Regions from separate parts of the Mus musculus genome. Here all the other regions are linked to region 1. Evidence: chromatin contacts called from public Hi-C and HiChIP or PLAC-seq data. All regions are on one chromosome and are shown on one strand. The core of a region is the stretch at or near the end of the contact, and the rest is flanking DNA. Distances in the headings are between cores, read along the strand shown. Region 1 has its middle 42 kb from the start of Gm46023. Region 2 has its middle 48 kb from the start of Ccnd1. Region 3 has its middle 15 kb from the start of Smim38.

Region 1 (3,562 bases), core at 695-3,194:
CACATGTAAAGGCTCAAATGCATGTGAAAGCCAGGAGTACTGAAGCCCTGAGGCCATCTAGGAGATGGGACGAGGGACTGTTGGGAGCTAGTAGGGAGAGGTGGGCTAGAGCTGGACCGGTGCAGGAGGAGCCAGGGCTCAGATGAGCATAGGTGCCTGGCTTTGGCCTGTAGTAAGTAGATGGTGGTGCAGACTTCCCTTGTTTCAGGACTGGCTTCCAGGGGCTCCCTGGACTAGGAATCAGGCGTTCCTGTCTGCCAGGGGATCAGCAGAAAGATAGACCACCCTTCCAAGGCCCTGGGGTCTTGGGGCTCTGGGGCCATCCTGGATTGCCCCTATCAGGAGGGTTAGCCAAGGCTGGCAGGGCTCTGGGGTTTTCTTACAAATACTGCTAGAAGGAAATAGAGCAGGAGGATGGCCATTCCAACTCAGTCTCCCGGCTCTGTGTGGGAGCCACAGCAGCCCCAAGCCCAGCCCTGAGACAACATGTGAGGCAGAGGTGGAAGGAAGAGACTGAAATTGCCTCTGGCCTACTAGAAGCACAAGATTGGGTCCCTTTTGCCCCAGGATCCTTCCATCACTCCTGATTGTTTCAAGCTTCCAGCTACTAGGAACAGGGCTGGGGCCTACGGAACCTCAGCAGGACATGGGACCAGTATGTGTATATGGATGTGTGTGTATGGATGGGCATCTGTGCATTTTAGGGGGAGGTGTGTTTCTCTGTCTGTCTATCTCTGTCGGATGTACATGCATGCACATCAGTGTGTGAAGTCAGAGGTCACTGTCAGGTGTCTTTTCTTTTGTGTGACACCTTATTTTTCCAGACAGGATCTTTCACTGACTTGGCTGACAGACTGTTAGTCAGCATGCTCCAGGGACCCTTCTGCCTTCACCCCTCTACCCTTGGCCCCCAGCTCACTGAATGGCTAGACCAGTTGCCCAGCAAGCTCCAGGGTCTGCCTATCTCTATCCCTCAAGGCCTGCCACTACCCACTGCTGGGAGTCTGAACAAAAGCCCTCACCTTGCAAGGCCAGCACTTAGCCCACTGAGAGCCTTCTCCCCAGCCCCTGTGGCCTTGGGGATTTTTGTGAATGAAACTTAAGCTGAGCTTCCTGCCGCTGGCCACGCCCTGCTGCTCTGCCTTGACCACTGTATAACCTCAGGGGAAAGACGGCAGAGGGAACTTCAAAACGAAAGTGTGAGTCACAGACAAGGGGGAAAAAAGGAAAAGGACATTCTTTAGTTTCCAGAGCCAGGGCTCCAGCAGTGGCTTGCAAATATGACCTGTTCATTGCATTGCTCCTGTGATCCCCTCCAGCCCCATGTGCACAGGGAAGAGCTGCCTACTCCCCATCTCTGTCTGGGACACTTGGCAGGGTGGCTAGGCGTCCTTGCGGCCAAGCACCGATAGGTAAGCAGTTAGTAAATAACTGCAATAAACCAGGTAAGAGCTGTGGCCTGGCCAGTAGGATCCCCCCCACCCGCATTGTGGGAGGCAACAGAAGCAGGGTCTTGGGTTGCTGTTGGCTTGGGTTGCAGGGCCAGCCAGGCTTTTCAGGCAGAACGCAACGCTGAACCTCCTAGGAGGAGACAGGACTTCGAGTGGAGCAGAGGGCAGGCAGCAGAAGAGTTGCAGATGGCTAAAAGAAAGTTCAGCAAGCCCACAACAAGGACTTGGATCAGGCAGGACACACATTGGGGAGGCCCATCAAGCCCGAGCCTGCCTTGTGAGCCCCCGGATTGTCAGGGCAGAGAGGAAAACTGCTGCGTGCTTTATAGACTTTGGGGAAGTCACAGGCTCCACTTGCTTGGGGGAGGCAGGAAACCCCCTCCACCCAGGCGTCTGCCAGAGCACCCGCAGGCTTCCTCTTGTCTCTGTCCCCCTCCCCAGCACCTCTTCCCCTGAACAGCTTCCCTCTCCTGGCCCTGCTGTCCCTTTAAAGGAACTTGAATCAGAGTTGAGAATGATGGTGACTCAGGGTGGAAGGGGTGGTCACTTGCACTGGCCAGTGGCCAGGACTGCAGCGCGAAAGGAAGCCGAGCAACCGCAGCTGCCTGTGTGTGCGCCCCTGAGAGGGGCAGAAACCACAGAACCCCGTTTGAGACTCCACCACGTTGGAACTTGTGTGATGAAGTTACCCCTCACAATGGGGGCATTCAGGGTCCACCCGCGCCTGCAGGGCTGGGGCCTGTTCCTCAGGCCAGCTGATGGTGATGTCATCTTCCGTTAGGAGGTTCTCCCCCCCCCCAACTCTGTTGACTAGGGACTTAAAAAAATGCACCAGGAAACTCAAGTGCAAGCCAGGACGGAAGCCTTGGTTTTATTTATAGTTGATAACTTGTGTCCGGCTTGCTCCACGGGATGCAGAGCCTGAGGATAAAGAGCCCACAGGGGCAGATGACAGAAGGATTCGTGTCCTGGGCTACTGTGCTGTCTAATAACAAGTATGAAACTTCATTCTGAGCTTCCCAGCAGCCAAAGCAAAGAGGGGACAGGGTTTTATAGTGTGATATCATAGAAAACCAGGCTGTGAATAGCTAAGGCCCTAGATTCTATTTTCTCATGGTCAGGACAGCCATGCATCCCTGCATAGCATCCAGCAGTGTCAAAAGCATGTTATAGGCCTGGCTAGGTGATGATGATTCTTCAGAGAGCAGGAGCCATACTTGCCTTCCTGTGCACATGACAGACATTACTAATGGATTGCAGCACTCTTTCCCCTAGCCAGCTTCTGCCTCAGAGCCCCAATTCTGCAGTTCTTCAGGGAACACTACCAAAGGCCAGCACAGAACTAGAGACTGCTGAGCTTGTGACCAGCTGAGAAAGTTCTGGGAGGGCCCAGATCTGGAACATTGCTAGCACCTGGCTCATGCCTATATATAGTAGATGCCAAGGGAAAAACTGTCAGTTAAAGACAGAAAGGGGAAGGAGCCAAGGTTGGTGGAGAACTCAGTATCATCCTGAGGGTGAGGCAAGGCTGTGCATGAGCTACACAGGAAGTTATCAGTGAGGACATGGATCTTGAAAAGAAACCCTGACAGAAGCTAGGAATGCAGTGGCCCAGTCTGGTCTGGCTTCCAGCTGCAAGTGCTAGCACTCCACAGGGCCCATGAATCTCATGAGGCTGGGACTGTGGGGGTCAGAGGTAGTCATAGCTGGGTCATGTGCCCATGACAATGGCTAGTCCTTATCAAGTACTTGCAGGTTCCACAGTCACGGGTGGCATGCAGCCTCTGCCCAGCTCTGACACTTTCTCCACAGCTCTCCATCTTCTCTTCCCCAGGCTCGCCTGAGGTGCACAGAAGCTGCACCCCAGAGCTTCACTCCCAGACCACGTGCAGTCCCCCAGGGCACCTCTCTGCATGGAGCTCAGTCCATCTTCTCCCTCTCCTCCATCTGAGACAGCTGTCACCTGTTGCTGTTACTGTGTGACCGCTGGCTTTCACACTAACTGGTGGCAGTGCTCAAGGGCTTCCCAGACTAGTGGGAGGAACACAGGCACACACCCAACAGTAGCTCTGTCCATAGCACTGACATGGGGATGTGAGGGAAATAAAGAC
Region 2 (3,562 bases), core at 680-3,179, 120 kb before region 1:
ATTTTATGTTGGCTGTTCTTTGGCTCTTTTTTTTTTAATTAATAGACTTAGCTAGGCATGATAATGCACACCTTTAATTTCAGTACTTGAGAGGCAGAGTCAGGTGGATATCTGTAAGTTTGGGGCCAGCCTGTTCTACATAGCAAGTTCCAGACCAAACAGGGCTACATGGACAGACTGTCTCAAAACAAAAACAAAACAAACAGTAACAACAAAAACCAAATAAATGTTTAAAAATAAAATAAAATGAATAGACTTTACTTCTGGAAAAACATTCATTTTATTTTTAAAATCACTATGCAAAATATTATGCATTTTAGTGGTGTTTTCAAGTAAAGTGTGTTACAACTGGATCCTTCCCTCAGCTCCTCTCTTCCTCTCTTGTTTCTGCCAGCCTAGCCTCCTCCTTTCAATAAATAGTTTTGTTTTTGAGACAGGATCTGTCCAAGAACTCACTATGTAGACCAGGCTGGTCTCAAACTCACAGACAGCTGCCTGCCTCTGCCTCCTAAGCGTTAGGATTAAAGGTGTGCACCACTATGCCTGGCTTTGCAAATGATTTTAACTAAAAAAAAAAATTAAATAGAAGGCTGGGCATGTGGCTCTGTTGGAAGGGTGCTTGAATTAGCATCATGAGGTTCTGGGTTCAACCCCCAGCTTTGCATAACTAGGCTGGTGTGATTGTAGCACTGGGGAGGTGAAGGCAGGAGAGTCAGAAGTGCAAGATCATTCTTCATACTTGCATTGTCTGCTGGGATGACATTCTCCACACTTTTGTCCTTTTGAAGAACACTGTATGGCTTCCACTCAAATGCGGATGCTGTGCAGGCCTCAGTTCCCATGTGAGCTTTCAGCCCCTATGGCTGATACCATGGAGTGGCATTGCTGGGCTGAGTGACAGAGCCAGATTGTGTTTAGCTATGAAAGAAAGTATTGGAAAAGGACCACAGTTTGAAACACTGGGCCTCGTTTCCCTGGCAGGTCACTCCTGTTCTGAGGGAGTTCAGATTCCCCTAAGCTCCAGCCTTCCCTTTCTGACCTCTCTACCCACATGTGTCCTTCCCATCATGGAAGTGCAAGTGCCAGCCTCACCCACAGGCTTGGTTTGAGCTCTTTCCAGACTAAGATCGGGACTGGGTGGGTGGGGGTAAGTAATGTAGGAGAACTGGTCCCTAGCATCCCTCCACACAACAGGAGAAAGAAGCCCATATCATAAGCGTTGGGGATGGGTGACCTGAGGAACTCCTGGGCGTATATGTGGACACACTGCAGTCATGATCCCTGACAGTGAGGGGTAGGTCAGTCACCCACACAGCTCCAGGAGCCCATGGTTGAGGACTGCAGGCAGAAAGGGCCCTCCTTGAACTTCCTTCTTCCAAAACATTCTACTTCTTTCCTACCAGAACCCCTGGCTTTGAACTTTCTATAACCCCTTGGATTCTGTCCTGGGGTTCTCTCCTGCTCTTAGGACACCCCTTTTGAGGAGCCCCAAGCTGGGAATCTCTGTCCCTGCCTCACTGTGACTCTTGTCCTGCTCTCACATCTCAAGGGGTGGCCTTGGTTCCAGAGCTCCGACTTCTTCACTCCCTTATCCTAACACCTCAGCCCTCTATGTGACCATGTGACCATGTGACCCCTTCCTGTGACCTTGAGTCCCATCAGTGCCCTTGGGGACACCTTTTCTGGAATTTGAGTTTGGACTTGCCTGGAGAAGAATGGGACTGACCATTGACCACCAGGACTTTGCTCTGCCCTCAGCTCCCCAAGCCTGTCCCTAAGCCCCAAATGGTGGATCCTTCTCTTGACTCAGGGGCCCTCCAGGCAGGATCCTAGTTCTCCCATGATGCCTTGCAGCATCCTTTTGTGCCCAGCTGCTCAAACACACTTCACTTCTGAAACTTCTTTTGGTTTTCCTGTTTGCCCAGCCCCAGCTCTCTCGCTGTCTCTCTGTCCTGCCTGCATTCTCCAGCCCAAGATGAACAGCTTCTGTCCCCATCCCAGCCCTCCCTGTGACCTTCCCATGGCTTAGGTAAAAGCTGGTCCTTGCCTGCATTTTGTCTGGCTGGTCGATGGTTCCAGAGACATTCCTTCTCCCATGACCCTGGGACCCTGTTCACACCTCCTCAGAACGAAAATTCGCCATCTGGAATTTCTGGTGCCATTTCAGACCACTGGCCTCGAGGGATTATAAGCTCCTTGGGGTCAGGGACCCTTGCCCTGTCCACCTTTGCGCTCAATCAGACTTGACTTATGGGCTGGGTTCTGTCTCTGGCCAGATGTGACTTTGCTGTGTTTTTGCTTTTTATTTCTGTTGCCATAATGATGCCAGGAGTGATATCCACCTATGGGAGAGAAAGAGGGCAGGGGATGTGTGAGCAGAGTCCACGATGGTAACTGCTAGTTATCTGGAAAGCAATGGAGGCAGATGGAGGCTTCTCATCAGCCTTCTGGCCTGCAGGGAGCAGCTCTCCGGCTCCAGCCCTGCTAGTGAGAGAAAGACCTCCTTTTGCTTGTTGGTTTATTTGCTTGTTTGTTTTGGAGTCAGGATCTCATGTAGCCCAGGCTGGCCTTAGTTTCTGAACCTCCTGCCTCCACTTCTCCACATCTGAGATGCCAGACTGTGTGCCATGACAGCCAGCTGTCTTTGCTTACCTTGTCTCTTGTTTATTTATTTTCAACTCCAACATCATCCCATTAGGGAGGCACCCAGAGGAAAACAGAAAAACAAGTGAATCTGATATGAGGTTCTTTCAAGTGGGCTCCTGGTTGCTGTGGCCTCAGGAGAGGCTGCTTTCTGATCTGCTTCCAGCCTGTGGGTGCCTCTGGGTCTGTGCAGAGCATTTTCAAAGATCCTATCCCTTCCCAGCACAGCCACCTCATCCTCACCACATCAGGAGAAGACTGCCTGGGCTTCAAAGTTCCAGCCCCACTCTGAAATTGGAAACATGTGCAGTTTGCAAAGTATCAATTTAACAGCTTGTTGGGTTTGCCTGGCTGACTGGTGGCTGCTGAGTGGGCTGCTCAGGAATGTTTCCTGGACCTACAATCATGATGTTCTAGGTTCGAGTCCCGGCCTTGGTGCTAGCAAGCTGTATATGTTAATTGCTTTTCTTGCTGCTTTAACAAAACACTGGGCAAAGGCAACTCGAGAAAGGAAGGATTTATCTTGGTTCAGTCTAAGGGTAATCCATCACAGTGGGAAGGCAGAAAGGCAGGAGGCTGAGGCGGTTGGTCCCTTCCCATCCACAGTCAGGAAGCTGAGAGAGATGAGCATGGGTGCTCGGCTTGCTCTCTCTTTTTTATTCCAGCTGGGATTCTGCCTCATGGCATGGTGCCGGCCACATGGGGTGAGGTGTTTCTACTTCAGTTAACCTAGATTCATCCTCACAGACATGCCCAGTAGTTTCTAGACTCTGTCAGGTTCACAGTACACATTAACTATCACACAGGGTAAGTTCAAACAAGTCCTGGCCCTCGCTAAGCTCAGCAGCAGTCTCAGAAAGACACCTGGGAGCCAGTGATGGGGATGCTGAGAAGGTCAGAGCTGGAGGCAGTGGGTGAA
Region 3 (3,562 bases), core at 323-2,822, 110 kb after region 1:
GCTTGGGCCTCCAACACTTGACTTTTTTTTTCCTTTAAATTATCTACATGTGTCTGTGTGAAGTTGTGCACATGAGTGCAGGTGTTTGCAGAGGCCAGAAGAGGGCAGTAGATCTACTGGAGTTGGAGTTCCGCTGTGAGCCACCAGATATGCAGGGAACTGAACTCTGGTCCTGTGCAAGAGTGGCCGTGCAATACAGTCTCTTAACCACCGCTGAGCCACTCTTCAGCCCCCGGTGTCTATATGATGTTTCTATGGGATAGATCTGCTCAAGAGCAATGAAGGCCCTCTTGGAGGGTGCAGGCAACCTAAAGGCCTAGGCTGCTAGAGCCAGTCCAGTGCCTTCTGTTACCTACACTGGTTTGTCCCTTCCCAGAATTCCTGCAAGAGTCACCACACTAAGATGATCACATTGAGTCACAGCAAGGCTCTCACAGGGCACTGACCCAGGTTCAGTGTCTGCCAGATGTGCTGACTGACCCCCCCCAAAAACTGTAGATGGCATGGACCACCCCCCCAACCCTGACCAGAGAGATGAGATAACCTGCCCCAATACAACAGCATCAACACCTCCCTTCCTCTGCATAAGATAAGGCCCCACAGAGGATACCCTTCACTCCAGTACTCTGTGTTCCTCCCTGATGTTTCCAGATGTATCTTGGCTCCTAGGATCCATGGCAAATCCAAAAACAATGAGTCTCTTCTTCCAGGAAAGAGGGGTGAGGCCAGGACCAGAATCCTGGAGGAAAAGGCAAGGCAAAGGCAGCAGGGCTGTTGAGCCTTCCTGCAAGGAAGTGGGGGCAGGGGTAGGCTCCAGGTCCCGGCAGAGGATCCTAAGCATCCCAGGCATCAAGCAGTGTCTGTCACTGACAGCGGGTGAGTACTTAGCCCTGTGCACTCAGAGGGCCTGGGTACCAGACACTCCCACAGCTGAGGGAAGGACAGCAGAATATCACAAACAGAGACCTGGGCTGAGTATAGAGGATTGATTGGGGGTGGCCTTGAGGATTTTAGGGAACCTTGAGGGTTCCTTGCTGACAGACAGGGAAGACCCAGTGGTCCCTGTAGTACAGAACTTGGCTCTGCCACACAGCTGAACTTCATCTACCAAGAGGAGCTTCTATGAAGGCCAGGCTGTGTGGACATTACTGGGTAGATGATTGTCACTGGTGCATGGGCCCTGCAGCTGCTATTGCTGCAACCACATGTCCCCTGTCACTTACACAAAGCCAACCCCACTTGTCTAAGGTCTATGAACATAGATGACCCAGGTGTACTGGCTTGCTCTGACTCATTATCCTCTGTGGTAAGATGACTAGTGATTAGTCCTAGGAAATCCCCAGACACACACACACACACACACACACACACACACACACACACACACACTCACACACTTGCTGAGGTCCCAGACAGGAACAGGCTGTGGCCACCACCAAGAGGCCCAAGGGCAGAATGAGGGACACTTCTAGGGAAGCAAAAGTCTTTCTCCAGGGACAGTGAACAGCCCTGCAGTCTGCCCCCACAGAGAGCCCTGCTGCAGGGCGGGGGCTCAGGAATGTTCTCTGCATACATAGCAAAGTTGTGAGTCAGACACAGTGGGGAGGAGGCCCGCAGCAGGGCTGCAGGCAGGAGGTGGAACCCTCCAAGCAGAATCCTGGTAAACAGCAGGCAGTGTCTGGGTCCTGTCCCATGGCCAGCAGTCTACCTGGGCCACATCAGGGGTGAGGAGCACATGGGCCAGGAGAGGGCAGTGTGGCCTAGGTTAGCTGGGGACTTGCAGATGAGGCTTCCAACTCCTTGCCCAGTGCTCTCTCTGGACTCCTCACACAGTGCTCTCAGAGCCAAGCACCACCCCAGGCACTGCCACCCCTTGAGTAAACTGACCTTTGCAGAATTAAATGGGGCTCCAGCAACCCAGGAAGACCGGGTGCTGGGTTCTATTTCTCAGGACACCTCCTGTCTCCAGTATGCGAAATGATACCCAAAACTCCTACTGTGTGCTGGGCCCTGGCAGGAGTTCCTATACATTGATTCATGGGACAGAAGCCGGGCTACAGTGTGGACATGTATGCAGCATGTAGAGGTCAGCTAGCCCTGAGAGCTCATTCTCCAACCTTCACCCCTGCTGAACTAGCCAGCAACCTCAGGCACATATGGGAGCCAGGTGATACACCTCAGGCCCCACAGAATGACCATGGGATCTAGTTGCAGGGCCTTGGCCTAACCCACTGAACTGTGGAGAGAAGGAGAGGGCTAAAGATGTTCTTCTACTGGGGGATGCTAGGCAGAGGACACAGGGCTACCTCTCTACACCCACAAAGCAGGGGTCTGAGCCCCAACAGGACTCACTGGGTAAGCCCTTCACCTCTCTAAGCCTCAGTCTCCTCGTCTGTAGATGGGGATGGGGAGGCATCAAGGACTGTTATTATTTAATGATCTCCATGAGAGCTGGCTCAGTTGATAGAGGGATTTTTCCCAGCATGCACAAGGACTTGAGTTCCATCCCTAGCACCACACACCTATTCCAAGCACTGAGGAAGCAGAGGCAGGGGGATCATCATGAATTCTAAGTGGGCTTGGTTTGCATAGTAAAGCCCTAGCTCCCAAAACTAAATTAAATTAAATAAGCCAGGAACAGTGTGCACACCTGTCATATTAGCGCTTAGAAAGCAGAGACAGGAAGGCATCAGACTGTGACTAGCCTGGCCTACAAAGCAAATTCCAGGCCAGCCCCAGATCCAGAAAGAAAGAGGTGGAGGGAGGGAGGGAGGCAAGGAAGGAAGGGAGGCAGGCAAGGAAGGGAGGGAGGGAGGGAAGGAGGGAGGCAAGGAAGGAAGGGAGGGAGGGAGGGAGGGAGGGAGGGAGGGAGGGAGGGAGGCAAGCAAGGGAGGGAGGGAGGGAGGGAGGGAGGGAGGAAGGAAGGAAGGAAGGAAGGAAGGAAGGAAGGAAGGAAGGAAGGAAGGAAGGAAGGAAGGAAGGAAGAGAGCACCTTATCCACCTAAAGAAAAAAACAAGAAGCCTGCACAGTACCCTTCAAGGGCACATCTTGAAGCCTGCCCTAGATGCTGCCTCTCAGAGGCTCCACCCATCCTTGTAGCACCTCTCTGAAGATGGAGCCTTTACTAAATGGGCCTCTGAGAACAACCATGGCACAAACTTCAGTGAAGAGCTTGGGCATCCAGAGCCTGGACCACACAACCACTTCCACCCACCAAGTGTGCCACTCTGCGGTGGGTGAACAGAGGATATGTTGACCTCTGTGGGGCTCTGAGAGAGCAGACAGGTGGTCTTGCTCTCCCCAGGGTCACTCCTGCTGTTCCCTCATCAGAACAATGAACCTCTGATCTCTCAAAGTGCTTCCTCTAAGAAGCCTTCTGCCTCATCTGCCTTTAACCTTGCAGCCTCTGGTCCACATTGTGTATCACTCTGTGGATGCTACCAAGTGTCCTGTGCATCTTGGTCCCCTCCAATGGAGGAGGACCTGTTGGCTGCATGAGGAGGAAGGATGGATCTCTCGCTTTGGGGGGGGGGGGGTCACTGCTCCATGGGTGGGTTGGCC

Evidence for each region. Hi-C and Micro-C count contacts between places; a contact is called where the count stands out from the background. HiChIP or PLAC-seq counts read pairs in DNA pulled down with a chosen protein or histone mark.
Region 2: an H3K27ac HiChIP or PLAC-seq map of microglia shows a contact between it and region 1, with 9 times the contacts expected there. The contact joins two enhancer-like sites. A contact is called at or near these places in 9 of 484 Hi-C or Micro-C datasets (bone marrow-derived dendritic cells, bone marrow-derived macrophages, cerebral cortex and 4 more), 15 of 115 datasets of contacts at active chromatin or transcription factors (the HPC-7 cell line, bone marrow-derived dendritic cells, bone marrow-derived macrophages and 11 more) and 2 of 9 other capture datasets (bone marrow-derived macrophages and embryonic stem cells).
Region 3: a Hi-C map of uterus shows a contact between it and region 1, with 2.2 times the contacts expected there. The contact joins two enhancer-like sites. A contact is called at or near these places in 38 of 484 Hi-C or Micro-C datasets (3T3-L1-derived adipocytes, the AML12 cell line, the C2C12 cell line and 24 more), 14 of 115 datasets of contacts at active chromatin or transcription factors (the NIH/3T3 cell line, bone marrow-derived dendritic cells, bone marrow-derived macrophages and 9 more) and 1 of 9 other capture datasets (embryonic stem cells).

What each region holds. Positions count from the first base shown.
Region 1 is chr7:145,109,672-145,113,233 of GRCm38.p6, forward strand. No RefSeq gene overlaps it. Among named protein-coding and RNA genes, the nearest start is that of Gm46023, 42 kb to the left of the region's middle. Within about 2 kb of position 1,945, at least 291 of the 459 cell types and tissues checked have an H3K27ac peak or open chromatin away from gene starts, as enhancers often do. A contact at or near this core is called in the AML12 cell line, the C2C12 cell line, the HL-1 cell line and 16 more, where this site is marked.
Region 2 is chr7:144,986,107-144,989,668 of GRCm38.p6, forward strand. No RefSeq gene overlaps it. Among named protein-coding and RNA genes, the nearest start is that of Ccnd1, 48 kb to the left of the region's middle. Within about 2 kb of position 1,930, at least 15 of the 459 cell types and tissues checked have an H3K27ac peak or open chromatin away from gene starts, as enhancers often do.
Region 3 is chr7:145,220,844-145,224,405 of GRCm38.p6, forward strand. It overlaps a transcript of Tpcn2 not described here. Among named protein-coding and RNA genes, the nearest start is that of Smim38, 15 kb to the left of the region's middle. Within about 2 kb of position 1,573, at least 162 of the 459 cell types and tissues checked have an H3K27ac peak or open chromatin away from gene starts, as enhancers often do. A contact at or near this core is called in the AML12 cell line, the C2C12 cell line, the HL-1 cell line and 16 more, where this site is marked.